Linked DNA regions of Mus musculus: region 2 is linked to region 1. The links are chromatin contacts, called in public Hi-C maps. All regions are on one chromosome and are shown on one strand. The core of a region is the stretch at or near the end of the contact, and the rest is flanking DNA. Distances in the headings are between cores, read along the strand shown.

What was found. Hi-C and Micro-C count contacts between places; a contact is called where the count stands out from the background.
Region 2: a Hi-C map of CD8 T cells shows a contact between it and region 1, with 1.9 times the contacts expected there. The contact joins two enhancer-like sites. A contact is called at or near these places in 2 of 15 datasets of contacts at CTCF or cohesin (large pre-B cells and pro-B cells), 22 of 484 Hi-C or Micro-C datasets (B cells, CD4 T cells, CD8 T cells and 9 more), 16 of 115 datasets of contacts at active chromatin or transcription factors (the 230-238 cell line, CD8 T cells, the SCID.adh cell line and 11 more) and 1 of 9 other capture datasets (embryonic stem cells).

What each region holds. Positions count from the first base shown.
Region 1 is chr3:130,891,346-130,898,936 of GRCm38.p6, forward strand. No RefSeq gene overlaps it. Among named protein-coding and RNA genes, the nearest start is that of Gm36520, 43 kb to the left of the region's middle. Within about 2 kb of position 3,041, at least 11 of the 459 cell types and tissues checked have an H3K27ac peak or open chromatin away from gene starts, as enhancers often do. A contact at or near this core is called in CD8 T cells, the SCID.adh cell line and regulatory T cells, where this site is marked.
Region 2 is chr3:131,011,014-131,018,604 of GRCm38.p6, forward strand. No RefSeq gene overlaps it. Among named protein-coding and RNA genes, the nearest start is that of Gm36603, 93 kb to the right of the region's middle. Within about 2 kb of position 3,543, at least 41 of the 459 cell types and tissues checked have an H3K27ac peak or open chromatin away from gene starts, as enhancers often do. A contact at or near this core is called in CD8 T cells, the SCID.adh cell line and regulatory T cells, where this site is marked.

The DNA of each region.
Region 1 (7,591 bases), core at 1,791-4,290:
GAGCTCTGGGGGTCCTGGTTAGTTCATATTGTTGTTCCACCTCTCAGGTTACAGACCCCTTCAGCTCCTTGGGTTAGAGCATATCTTCTTGCTTCGCCTTAATTTCTTTTTCTTGCCTTATTGCACAGCCTGGCAGTATACTCAACAAAGGGAGCAGTAGGGGGCAGCCTTGCCTTCATCCTGATTGCAGGGAGTCTCAGCTGTACTCTACCTCTAGGGCAGAGACAGCTCTTCTGGCCCTAGAGATTTTCTCTTTGGTATTGTTTTCTAACCTGGACTCTTACCCGGTAGACAAGCAATGCTTACAGGAGCTCCCAGTAAAGTGTTTTGTGCTGTGATGGAAGAGAGTCCGAGGATCAACTGCCCCCTTGCTCCAGTGGCAGCTGTTCTACCAGACTCCACACTGTACTGTGGGGGACACTGTTAAAAAAATACCTGCCAGCATTTCCCAGGAAGCACTGAGGAGGCTTGTAGAGAAAAACGTGAATGCCTTGAACTTCAGCGCTGTAGGGTGCGTTCCATTCTTAGCCCCATTGGCTCAACCACATGCACATCGCCACCCACCCTGTGGAACTCCTCTGATGTGTGTCCAATTGATTCACCCTTTGTCAATACAGAGTTGCCTCTGGTTCCTGGCTTCACTTAAAGAGTGATTTGACAGTGTTCCCAGTCCTTGATTTTATAGGTCAAGGAAGAGAATGTCCTCAAATTCCCTTCAATAGAAAGCCCAAACCCCTTACTTTCAGGTAGAGAAGTGTGTCTACAGAAGGGTGAATGATATATTTATACAGTGAATCAGAACTGGGTGGGAGAAGGGCCTTTGTGAATCTCAGGCTATCGTGACCAGAAGGAAACGTGCATTATCTTCTGGGACACTGCAGTGTCTCTAGCTCTGGCATTCAACCCTTCCCTGGACACTTCCTTGTTTCTGACAGCTTCTGGCAGCTTTGCAGGATTCTCCTGATGTGGGTTCTTCACCCAGGACTCAACACAACCGTATTTCAAAGCCATCTTCTGTTATAACCTGTTCACTTCTGCTTCCAGGAATCTTATCTCTCAGTTCTTCGTGGACATTTCCATCCTGTGCACAAAGGAGAGAGCTCACTCAGTAGGTGACATGGTGACATGGTGGCTGGAGGGCTGACGAAGTCCTATTGAAATGTGGCCCTCTTTCCTCTGTGAGATGGCACATCTGGTCTCTAACTGTGCAACAATCACTGCACGAGCAAAAGGAGGACCAATGTGCTATGCAAAGGGAGCACTGACCAAGAGGAGGTTTAGAGAGTGTGTGTGTGGCTGAGGCAACGGGATGCACACTTTGACCTCCTAATCTAGTCAACAGGCCCTAGATAAGAACCACAGATCCAGTTACTCCTGATAACAGGGCTGCAGTTGCCACAGTCCCAGAGTGCAGAACAAAGGGGATGGAAATTAAATCTCAGTTTGGGGTTAGAAAGAAAGAAAGGGGGGGGTGGCAGGGAGAAGGGGAGGGAGGGAGGAAGGGAGGAAGGGAGGAAGGGAGGAAGGGAGGAAGGAAGGAAGGAAGGAAGGAAGGAAGGAAGGAAGGAAGGAAGGAAATAGTGACAACATTTAAGACATAAACATAAGAAGATACTTAGATAATTCACTATATGAGAATCTGGAAATAAATATTCTACCTAAGGCGGGCAGAGAAGTTGCTCTGGGCTGTGTGTGTGTGTGTGTGTGTGTGTGTGTGTGTGTGTGTGTGTGCAAGCGTGTGTGCACACATGTGCATGAGTGCATGCATGTGTGGAGGTCAGAGGGCAGATGTAGATGTTGGCCCGTGCCTCCCACCGTGTTGGAGACAGTTGTCTCTCTGTGGATCACTGTTTTATGCACCAGGCTAGCTTTTGTGGACTCTCCTGTCTCCAGCTCCCTCTGAACTGCAATACAGGTGTGTGTTACTGTGCCCAGCTTTAAGTGGGATTCGAAATGACACTTGAAAGGTTAATGTTATACCCATGGAGACATCACCTAAGTCCCAAGAGCTCTTACGTGGCATTCATCAATAAATCTCCAGACAGTCTTATAAGATGGATTCTTGCCCCACGTTCTAGAGAAGAAGAGCAAGGTTCACAGAACTTATAGAGTTTGCTCAAAGTTGCAGAGCTAGGAAATGTTTTTTTCTTCTTCCATAAACCATGCTGAGGAAGGCTGTTGGAGTCCCAAAGTCTACCTCCTTCAATTTCCTTAGGCAGAAAAGAGGAAAGTAAAAGCCAGGGCCCAAACCCTTCAGTCAGGGGTTGTTTATTGCAGAGGCAGAACCAAAACTCCAGTTCATTTACATTTAGTGTAGCTTCTTTCACTTGAAGAGATGAAACAGTTGGGCTTCAGTGAAGAGTGAGACTGAAGATTCCCGTTCTCCAGCCTGTTTACCTACGCTCACAGGTAAGGCTGCAGCAAGCTTCACTTAAGTGTGCTGGAACCAGTCTGTCTCTTGGAATGGTCCCTCCACATGACTCTAGTAGCCAAGTTTTTAAAATTGGTGTATATTTATGGTAAAAAGGGGAAGGAGGCCATTATTATATTTTCATATGCGTGTGTGCCATGTACTTTAGTTTTAAGCCCTCCCCCACTGCTTTTGGCTGTGTCCCTTCCCTTCCTTAGTAGGAAAGGTCTCTTTCCTCCTAAATCTGTCCTTTCAGTTCTTTAAAACAACAGCTTAAAGCTCAGAGATGGCTCACTGGGGAAAAGGCACAAGTTGCCTTCCAAGCCTGACTACCTACGTTTGATCCCTGGGACCCACATCGGGGAAGGAGAAAGCTGACTCATACGAATTGATCTCTGACTTTCGTGAATGCACAGATAGATATCCTCTACAGAAATCAATGAAACTGCAAACAGAACACCCTCGATTCCCCATAGAGGAGAGAACAGATCTGTCCTCCCCAATGTGGCTTGTTTCACTTGCGACATTCTCTGTTCTAGCCAGCTTTCTGCAGACGGGATAATCTGTTCTCTGCACTTCTAGCATCCGGTTTCAGGTGTGGTCACACAGACTAGGTGGACCTCTCATGAGTCCTTGTTTCCTGGCTTCTATCTGTCCTGCCTGCTAACCACAGCCTCTATGCTCTTCAACCAGGTCGCTGAGCAGGTTTCTAAGAAAAGAGTGGGAGGGAAAAGAGAAGTGGTAAAGAAATACTACACAAGAGAAAATGTGAATCCCTCAAAGACAGAGCGGGTCACAGTGGGTGTGAGCAGAAATAGCACAGAGCAACTGTGAGGCTTCACCTATGGAAAGGGCTGCACTTTATGACCTGGGATGTTTATGGTCTAAGACGTGATTCTTAGTGCTTCAACCACACACACACATTGTCCTTTACAATGCCAAATAAAAGGGAAATAATAACACCTTATGTTTGTGTATTGATTTATAGCTTACTAAGCACTTTTATGGCCCTGATCTTATTTGATCCTTGCAATAATGTTGTGAAATAGCTAAGGAAGGTTGTTATTAGTTCCACTTTACAGATTCGGAAACCAAGATTTTGAGAGAATTAGGTGAGTTGCTCAAGATCCATGAGGAAGGAAGTGGGAGTCAAGGTTGGTAGCTGGCATTCGAGACAGGGCAGCACTCTGTAAGGACTGGTGAGGGACCACAAGGATCATTCCAATTAAGGACTCAAGTCATGGTCTCCACAAGTGCAAAACTGAAAGGGCGCCTGAAGGCATATTGATATGCCACAGTAAGAGGCTAAGAGGGCCCAAAGAAAGCCTGAAGAGAGGTGCGCATGTGTGTGTGTGTGTGTGTGTGTGCGTGTGTGTGCATGTGTGTGTTGTTCATGCGTGCAAATGTGCATGTGTACCTACCCATGCACGTGTGGAGACCAGAGTGCGATGTTTGGTGTCTTCTCCATCTTACTTTCACAGAGCTCTCAGGACCCATGTGTCTTCATCCCCCAATGCTTGGGTCACAGTTGTGCAGCCGTGCCTGGCCCTTTGCACGGCTACTGGAATTCCACATTCAGGTGCTCATGTGTGCAGCATGTGTGTACTTACTTGCTGATCCATTGCCCCAGCCTGAGAGGTACAAATGCCATTTCTACAGAAATTTTTTAATAATAGAATTCAAGTCCAAGAAAGCCTTGGAAAGGCCACAGGTAGTTAAATAACTTGAAATTTGCTTCAACCTACTCAGGACTAAGTAAAAAAGTAAGTAAATAAGTAATTGATCAATAAAACAGACAAATAAATGGAAATCAGAAAATATACCAGAGCTGATATTTCTGGGTCTTTGAAAAATATTACCAAGTGTTTATAACCTTATACACAAATAACGTCTGCATTAGGAGCTAAAGTGATGGCTTAGCAGTAAGAATACTCTGCTCCTGCCAGGACCTGGGTTCAATCCCCAGCACCCACGTTTATGCATCTCACAACTGCCTGTAGCTCCAATTTCCTGGGGTCTTATGCCCTCTTCTGGTCTCTAAAGGCACTGCGCGCGCGCACACACACACACACACACACACACACACACACACATACACACATACACGTAGAAATAAAAGATTTTAAAAATAACTTCTGTCTGTGTGAACACATACATTTGCTCACAGATACTGCAATACTTGATGAATATATTTACATAATTTGAGAGTATAGGGAGTTTATAAAGCATGACAAGGCAAAAATAATAAAGCAAAGTATTTATAGCTATGCTTATAGAAATTTAAACATTTCTCTCCTGTAAGTCAAAATAAAATGAAATGCTAAGAATAAAATAAATGAAAGGGAAGAGTTATAAAATATTTAAATAAATCCACATTTTAAAAAAGATTAATGACTTTACCTTTGAAATCTCTAACAAAGTGATAAGGCAATAATAATTATTGTGTTCATAAGAACTAATTATTTCCCCATTTGGAAACATGGGCTTGGATATTGACAAGGCATTTAAAAACACATCAAGGTCTGGGGATAGAACTCAAAGGACAAAATGCTTGCTGCACCAGCATGAGAACTGAGCCCCTCATTGTCCACAGAGAAAGCTGGGCACAGCACTGTGTGTCTGTAACCCATCACTGGGGAGACACACCAAGCGGTCAATCAGTCTAGAGAAACTGCAGAACTTCATGCTTTGTTAGAAAGTCTGCCAAAAATACAACTCGGAGAGCAACTGAGCAAAACACTAGACCTTGTCCTCTAGTTTGCGTATGCACACACACACAAATGTGCATACAGAGAGAGGGGACAGGGGGAGGGGAGGGGGAGGGGAGGAGGAGGGGGAGGGAGAAGGGAAGGAGGAGGGGGAGGGGGGAAGGGAAGGGGGAGGGGAAAGGGGAGGGGGGAGAGGGGGAAGGGGAGGGGGAGAGGGAGAAGGGAAAGGGGAGGAAGAGGAGGAAGAAAAGAGGGGAAAGAGAAAAGACAAGAAAAAGAAATGGCAAAAATATATTGGTAGGGTAGGTGTATGGGACTGACACCTGTATTCTCAGTACTTGGGAGGTGGAGGCAGGAAGATCAGAGGTTCAAGGTCATTCACAGCCAGTTCAAAGCCAGTCTGGTCTCATGAGATCCTGTTTCTAAAAGAACATCAGCACAAACATACATATCTTACGCATATTTGCATAACTTTTATAATATGCTCTGCCTTTATCTAGAATGGTATCGATCTACATGAAAAGGAGTTCACTGCATAAACGGTGAAGAATCTCATCGCTAGCTAGCTAGTATATAAAAGAGGTTCCAAGCCTTACATCCAGGGCTTGGGCTTTTTAAAAATATAAATGTAGGCTCTGGAATGGCAGCGGCACTGAGCAGCCAACACTGATCATGTGTAGGCAGACGGATTATAGACACTTCCCTCCTGTTGTATTTGATTTTTAAAATGAGTCTTAATTACTTCTGCAATAAAGAGATTAGGTCGTGACTGGGAAGATGGCTGGGTCAGTAAGGTGCTTATCTCACAGATGTGGGGATCTGAGCTCCATACCCCAAACCATGTAAACAGCTCTGGAGTGGTGACATGCTCTGTGATCCCAGTGTTTGGGAGCATGAGACAAGAGGCTCCCTGGTGCTCGCTACCCCTGGTTGTCTAGCCTATCTGGTGAATGCCAGGCCAGTGAGATATCCTAATGCAAAGCAAAACAAACCCAAAAACAAACAAACAAGCAAAAACCAAAAGAGGTGGACAATGCCTGGGAAATGACATCAGCATACACACACACACACAAACACACAAGATCAAATTGGCCATACAGTTGGAAAGCAGAACATACATTCCTATTACACATCCATATCTACTTTAAAAGCGCGCACGGGATCTCCTGTGCTTGGATTCTCACCTCTGTCCCAGGAGCACATGCTGTCGTGAAGTGCAACAGCTTTGCACACTCCTCTGGATGGATAACTTGAGAGGCCGTTGTTCTTGTCCTTCAGTGTCCTCCTGGAAGTAATAACGGACCAGGGCTAGAGAGGAGGCACCCTGATTGTTATGTAGAGGAACAGAAGAGTGGCAAGCGTTGCCTTGGAACTTCGGATGCTGCTGGTTCTTCTGGATAAGGAAACTGCGTACAAGTCCACTTTGAATGTGCTGCACTAGAAGACCCGTACTTTGGGATTCGTCGTCCATAGTGCTACAGACTCTGCCTCGCCTGGCTTCCTCTCCATGACAGACCGGGCTTTACCTCGTGTAGTTAACCTTGCTCTAGGACGTTCACACTGAGCCTCGTTAACAAGCACAATCTGCCATGGGCACCACTGTTTAAGAAGATAATAGATCAAGAACAAATGTTCCCACAGTCAGCCAAGGGACAGCTCCAGGATCCAAGCTCACTGTTAAAACAACATTTACGGTGGTGGAACGGGGCCTTTAACCCCAGCACTTTGGAGGCAGAGACAAGATTATTTCTGAGTTCGAGGCCAGCCTGGTTTACAGAGTGAGTTCCAGGACAGCCAGGGCTACATGGAGAAACCCTGTTTGGAAAAACCAAACCAGAACATACAAAGAAAAATCCCCAAGCAGACAAAAATAAAAACTTCCACTCACGGAGTATTGATGGTGTAACACAGCCTAGGAGACATTGAACCTGAGAATGTTTTTTTGTTTGTTTTCTATGATTTTTTTTTTTTAATGAGAGGTAACTTTGCAGAGGCCCTTCATTAGAAAAGGTCAAGAAAGCAGATAGATTTTACACAGCCTCAAGCAAGAACATCCCGCAGCAAGAACAGAGCATTTTCATGAAGAAATTTAAGGTTATGTCTGGTTAATTTAGTGAGTTCTTCTCTTTAAAAAATGAAAAATAAATAAATAAATAAATAGATAGATAGATAAATAAATAAATAAGGGGCTTAAAGTTTTGTGGTAGCAATGCCCAAAGGGATGGGTTCAGTCTCCAGTACCACATGAAAATTAAAACTTAAAACAAAGACATCAATACAGTCCACGTCGTACATCAGAAGCACATGGCTAAAGTGGTAACAGTTGACCCTGTCCTGCTAAATCACATTTGTGAAAGACTCTTGTGCATATGGGGTCGCTGCTTCATATGGCCAACTCTCCTTACTAACATTACCGCTCAAGGACTCTTTGTAGGGATGTGCTTCTGTCTCTCTGTCTCTGTCTCTGTCTCTG
Region 2 (7,591 bases), core at 2,293-4,792, 120 kb after region 1:
GTCTTTGCTACTTCTGAGGAAGGAGCACCTTAGGATTTACTACACGAAGGACCCACATCGTCGTAAATCTGCTCTGCCAGCAGGATTTGTAGAAAAACCCCGTTAAGGTTGCTTTTAAGAACGGGTCTTTGCAATATTACTTTAAATCTTTATGCTGATGTTAATAACAACTGTAAAAAGAAGTTTCTAGAGAGCTGGAAATGAGGCAGGTCTTGGGGATAAACAACCACCATAGGGGTTAAAAAAAAAAAACACCTCATCAGCAATGTCAAAGAAAAGCTAATATCAGAGAAGATCTGTGTGTCTGCAAGAACATAAAAACATTAATTTGTGTTTTCTTGTAAGCACTGTTGATCCCAACAGATGGATTGATTGGACGTTCAAATCTATGAATCAAACTTAGAGGCCAAAATACATGGTCTCCAAAGGATTTTACATGCCGATGTGTGCCGACACTATTGTGTCTGGGCCAGTGACAGGAGGAGGAAGTCGAGCGTGGTTAAATATATCAGTGGACTTTTGTTGAACATGTATGGAATTCAATGTGATGTGGAAGGCAGAGTCATTGATCCCAGGCTTTAATTCCGGCTTTTGAGTGGGCTAGTTTATTCCAGAGATGAGCACAGGACCTAAACCCGGCGAGGGAGAGCACTCAGTGCCATGGCTACTAAGGTATTAGTCAGCAAAATGGTCATCTTATAACAGTTCTCATTCCTAGTGATGGATTTGGGTGGTCTTCAAAGAAACAAGGTTTACACAGCAAAAGCGTGTAAACACGAGAACCTACTCGGAGGTCTAGACCTTTGGGTACAGAATTTAGCATTACGATATCTAGCAGCAGACCAAACATCAACACCAGTTCAAACCTCAAGCATACCCTAGCCCAAATACACTATGTTACTCATTTGAAAGGATTACTCACTATTTAACTTTTTCAATACTGTACAGTAGCCAGCTGGGCAGTGGTAGTGCACACCTTTAATCCAAGCACTCGGGAAACAGAGGCAGGTAGATCTCTATGAGTTTGAGGCCAGCCTGGTCTACAGAGAGGGTTTCAGAACAGCCAAGGCTACACAGAAAAAAAAAAAAAAATCTTGTCTTGAAAATAAAAACAAAAAATAAAAAAAGTTTTAAAAGTTAAACAAATTTAGAAAGTTCAAATCTGTAAAATAAAATATAGCAAAATATGTGCCTTGTATATAGTAGCTTGCTTGGACTGTAGACATTGATTTTGTTTTGACTACTGTATTGTGGTCACAAGTTTGGTTTTTTTTTTTTTTTTTTTTTTTTTTTTTGGTCAGTTCTGAGCATCAAATCCTAGGATTAGTACATGCTGTAGAAGAGCTGTACCACCAAACTATAACCACAGCCTACATTTGATTCTTGTTGTGCTCTTAAAAAAAGAAATGTTGACACTTGGCAACAGTAACCATCAGCCCTATGGAAGCCCTGCCTTGTCTCACCAGCAGTGTGTTCATTCGGCAAGCAGGACTGTATGGCACTGAACACTGTAGCCCTAACAGATGAACCCTGAGAAGTCAATCAACAAACACATCCAGGGTCGGGAGTCAACAGCTGACACCAAAACCCAGAAGTCACAGAACATGAGCAAGAAGAACAGAAGGTGGCCAGGAAGGGCAGACTCAGGTTCTCTTTTGACTCTGAAGCAGCTTGGCTTGAAGGTCTCACAACAATGATAAAGAAAAAAATAAAGAAACCTTTAAAATAAAATAGAAATACAAAGCTTAAAGTGGGTGGACTTAAAAAACTGCTGTGGGGAGTTTTTGTTTACGTGTTTGTTTGTTTGTTTGTTTTCAATATTTTTGGCTATTGTTTACTGGCTTTTTAAGAAGATGTATTGATTTTATTTTATGTGTCTAAGTGTTTTTGCCTGGAACTCCAATTCCAGGGGATCCAATGGCCTGTTCTAAGGTGCAGGCACACATGGTGCACATACACACATGGAGACAACTCATAGACTTGAAAATTTAAATAAATCAATCTTTTTAAATTGACCCAACTGTTCCTGGGTGATTGGTATTGTAATTTATAATATAGGAAAATGTGAGCTACCTGGCCAAGTCGATGGATTGCAAATCAACTTAGGAGAATATTTACGGGCAGAGCTAATGGAAATGAAATTCTGAGTTTGGTTTGATCTGTGAGTTGCTTAAATTGGTTCTGCCTTTTCCCTCCGCCAGCCTCACGGCCCTGGGGAAAACCAAGGCTACTCAACTCCAACACGGAACAGCTCACCTCAGTGCCACTTCAGGGACCAAGGAGGAGAGAGGGAGGCAGGGGGTGTGATGTGATTGTGGGGGTCGGAAAGTCTTCACAGACCAACCTGATCCTGACCAACAGAAGGAAGTGGAACCGAAGGTCACAGAAAGAGCTGCACAAACCTCACTCGGTGAGTTACTAATACAAGGGGACATGATGTTAGGGTAGCAAGGAGGATGGGGGTCGATCTTGGAGTTGTTATGAGGATAAGTGAGGGGTGAATATGATATAGATATATTGTGCAAAATTCTCAAAGAATGAGCAAAAACAACGTAATTTTAAAGATACAAAAGCAATCGATTTCATACGAAAGAAAAGAAAATTCCAAGCATAGACCAGAGCACAGCAGAGTCTAAATAGGGCAAGACATTTGGGGACTTTGGGACAAATCTTGGCATTTATGGTGTCAAAACAGGATCACTGAGAAGTCTGGCACCGGTGCAGGAAGGGAAACAGGTGCTTGGTGTTTGAGAGACCTGTGAATGTGCCTCAAAAGTTACACACTCAGGAAATCTCCCTAGAAAGTCCTAGAGAACCTACACTTGTGTGGACTCTAAATTTTTCTTTTAAGTTTACCTTCTTCTTCGGTATCATCTGATGGAATAATATCCATGAGATAGCGTGGGTGTCTTGCTAAAGTAGTCAGCTGTGTCTCGATAGGGCCTCAGGGGAGCTGGTCAAATGGTGGCTCTATGTCATAGCATGCCCCTGAGACCCTTCTATATGCCACCTAACCTGATTCTGTAAGCAAGGAGACAGGCACCGGACTGTGGAAGTAATTCTCCTCTAAGTCACTTCAAAGCCAACACCACGAAAGCTGCCAGTGTTAATGTTTACACCACACACAACAACATAGACCAAACAGGAAGTGTGACACTTGGGGTGCCAGATGGCATCTTAAAGCCATGCCGAGGCCTAAATTACCTCACTATGGTGAAAAAAGAGAAAATAACCTACTTAGAGCAAATACTGTGTGCAGCCCCTATGCTAACCACGTATAAAACACCTCCCGAACGGGCATGCCATTGACACAAAATCAAACAATGTAACCAAGCGGGGAAGCCGCTAATGCAAACACCTTCATATTCCCTAAGGCTGCCAACCTGACATTAAATACCATTTCAAAGTAGTGTTGGCTCCGTTTTGACTTCCAGCCTTTGAGGAAGGTTGTTGGATCCCACTTAAAAGGATGACTCTCCTCTGAGGGGGAAGACCACAATACCACAAGAAACAAGAAAAAAAATGTAACCATCAATTATCTTACAACATTTAACTAAAGACGGGAGAGGTTTCATAATCGTGTGGCAGCTGGCTGGAGCTGTGGTGTGGCTTTTCCCTTTATCTGTTTATTTGCTTAAGGTACGTGAGTTCAGGGTTCCCACCAGCACAGTTCCCTGGGCGACCAAGTGATTTGTAACTAGCATTGTCATAGTCTGTATAGATTCCTCTCCGGGGAGAATCCAGTGACCTTTTGTTCACTGGTCAGGATCAAGAAATTTCTGTCTTCCTCTCATGGTAAAATGTTTTATGGGTTTGGGAGATTGGGCAAGGTCTGTTTCTTGTCCCCTGTTTGTCCCTAAACCAAGTCCTTTTTTCCTTCAGGAAGCTGAGGTGGGATACTGGGTGGAGCAGGCAGAGACGACTGGGAAATAGTTCTGATAACAAAAGGACTAAGGGGCTGGAGAGATGGCTCAGTGGTTAAGAGCACTCAGTTCTCTCCCACTGGTTCAACTCCCAGCAACTGCATGGTGGCTCACAACCATCTGTAATGGGACCTGATGTCCTCTTCTGGTGTGTCTGAAGACAGCTACAGGGTACTCATATAAATAAAAATAAATTAAAAATATAAAACAAGCCGGGCGTGGTGGCGCACACCTTTAATCCCAGCACTCAGGAGGCAGAGGCAGACGGATTTCTGAGTTCGAGGCCAGCCTGGTCTACAAAGTGAGTTCCAGGACAGCCAGGGCTACACAGAGAAACCCTGTCTGGACCCCCTCCTCCCAATATATATATAAAACAAAACAAAAGAAGTAAAGGGTAGCTATATTGTGACTAAGGAACCTGGATTCTTACAGGCTAGCTGGTATCAAAGATCCATGGACAGACAAGCAAAGCTATGTGATTTTATGGGAGATGGTTCTGTGAGCTGCGACCCTCTGATTCCTTTCTAGACTGTTGCAGAAGAGGAGGGGGGCAGGCTGCTCACCATTTAGACAGACTCTGAAGTCAGACCTTAGAACCGCTGGCTGCCTGGCCATGGCTCTCTGAGCCTCGTTTTCTTTGCTTCTAGACCTTAGAACCACTGGCTGCCTGGCCATGGCTCTCTGAGCCTCGTTTTCTTTGCTTCTAAATTAATAAGAATGATGCTCACCTCATCAAAGTTTGGCTAGAATCAAATAGTTACATCGTATGTAAAAGGGTAGAAGTTCACAGTGAACAGGGAATGTTACATGTCCGCTGTAAGCACTCCCTACTGCTTATGTTAGGAGTGAGAAAAGTGTGGATATTAATCTACATGTGATGCAATTAAGATGGAATAGAAGGCAATATAGCTTGTCTTATTTGTTCGTGGTTAAGACACGGTTTCCTGAGTTAGTGGCATGGCTTTCCCTCCTGCTGGTAGCTTAGGTAACGAACAGGGAGGGTAGTACCCGGACAGCTCAATTCATATTAACAATACATCTACACCATCTCTGCAGAGAGACTTCTCCCTCTAAATGTACCTCAGAAAAAATATATACCTCCTGTCAAGGTCAATGGTGTTTAGCTTGCCTGCATATGGCATACAGACCCTGCCATCTATCAGTCAGTAAACATCTGCGGGTAGGAATGGAGGCGGTGTGTGTGTCTCTGACTCCAAATTTTACAAAGGATCTGAGCAGGCTTTGTGTGTCTCTGCAATCTGTGTCAGTGAATAAAGTTAGATCCTTACATCTCCCGTCCCTTCTGGGCATCTAATGAGTTACATATTCATTGTTTTAAGAAGCACACTTGAGCAACAATACGGTTTGTGGGCAGAAAAAAAGAACTTCTTGGGCCGGGCTCTGAGGCCATAAAAAAACGTGGTGATAGGATGTAACCTCAAACACTGGGGAAGCCTTCTGAACGAAGTGGGAGTCAGCCTGCTGAAAGAGTGCAGGATCCCATCTGAGAGAGCCGCTCCGCTCTGCACAGACAGATGTGGCTCGGTGGGTGTCTAAGTGGCAGAGCCCTGACATTTGCAGATTCAGCTGTTTACAGTGGGACCATTGTGGAGAAGGCTCAATGGCCTATGTCATGTCAGCAGTCATAATTCTGCAGGTCTGGAGCCCGTGTGAGACCACATAGCAGTGGCGGAATCTAGTAGCCTGCCGTAGGAAGTCCAGCACATTGTCAAATGGGTACACTCACTTATTGTGCACATTGGAAAAACTGTAGAGAAAACGGATGTTTTTAATAATTTCAACTTAAACTGAATTTGTCCTGAGAAAAAGAAAACATACAGTCACCTGCAAAGTTCATCTTTAAGGACCTCTGTTAGCATAAGCCATATTTCTAATTACTTGTAAAAAAAAAAATGGTTCCATGGTCTGTGATGAGGTTCGGTTGGTAAAGTACTTGCCTAGCGTGCACGAAGTCCTAAGTGGCACCCTCAGCACCCAGATGCCCATCTACAATCGCAGGACTTGGGTGATGGAGGCACAGAGATCAGAAGTTCAAGGCCATTAGCATAGGGGTTTCAAGGCTGGGCTGGGCTGCGCTGTGTGAAACACTATCTTAAAAACATACTTTTTATTAAGAAATAATAATCAAGTAAGACAAGATTGTCTTTTTGTGCTGGGCGACGGCGACGGAGTTGGCAGCGGCGGCTGCGGTACACGCCTTTAATCCCAGTACTCAGAAGATGGAGGCAAGTGGATCTCTGAGTTCAAGGACAGCCTGGTCTACAGAGTGAGTTTCAGGATAGCAAGGCATATACAGAGAAACCCTGTCTCAATAAATAAATAAATAAATAAATAAATAAATAAGAATCTGATTTGTTTTTTGTTTGTTTGTTTGTTTTGTTTTTCTCCACCACCACCCCCCCACACACACACACACGAAGTCTTGCTATATATTCCTGGCGGTCCTAACCATGTATACCACCCTGGCTTTGAGCGCCTGACTCTAGCATGTGGATTAAAGGCTTTTGCTACCACATCTGGCCTGAGACTTAAATTTTCAACTGTTTAGTTAACATGTGAGAAGTCTTGCAGACAACATGGACGGTTGCAGGAAAGTCAGGAGCCTGGGGAACCATTTCTGACCCGGAGATTCATAAGCCTTTGTCTACCTTGGCGACATCTGCAAAGTTTCCTGAGTTGTCTCAAAGGACAAAAATCTGAAGGTTACATGTTCGGAGCTTACGTCTGTCGTACTAGACCAGGGCATTTGAATGACAGGGGACCACCCAAGTCCAGCTTCGAACAGCAGCGCCAGGGTTTGCTCTGATTGGATGACTCAAACAAATGACCAAATGGGACAGGCAGTGAATGACAGTGTTTGCTTATAGTAGTAACTGATCAGGAAAAATTGTTATTTATCTTGGAAAATGTTAGAAGCTGGAGCATCGCATAAAAATAGCCAGACTAAGGCCTCTAGCTAAGAGGAGACTGAAAAACAATTAGCATATGCCACCCTCTCCGAATACACCAGGCATCATGCTGGACTCTTTAAATGCTCCCTTTGGCTTAATCCTACAGTTCCACACCGGGGACAGGATCCCCACTCAGCCGCTTAGGAAATCGGACTGCTTGCGTAACTTGCTCCGGGAGTCCTTTATATTTTTAGCAAGTGTCTTTACACAATCATGTCAGGAAGCACGCTCCAAGTTGGCAGCAAAGAGACAGCTTCCATGTCCTGTTCACCTGGGCAGTGACGAGGTAGAACTCTGTGTCTCTTCTGAGTGACAACCTGGGTCCAATCCATTCACGCACACTCACATAAAGAGACAGACATTCAACCCTCTCCTAACCATTGCCTGTGAGTTGGTTGCACCGTACAAGAATCCTGGAGCATCCGCAGCACCAACAGGATGGTGGTTTGCAAATATTTTCCTGTCGGTAGTAAGCAACACCCCACAAATGGCAGCCAAGGGGAGACTGAGAAGTGCTTCGTTCCACGCACAGTGAAGAAGGGTCGAGAACCCAGGATCTGTTTAAAACTAGCCGCCATCTGCAGAAGTTGACTTCTAGATGAACTTGCTTTGGGTTAGAAGGTGAACAGACTGAGGTTTCTGCTGTAGTAATTACCTATAATTACCATTTTGGAATTTTTTTTTTTTTACATAAAA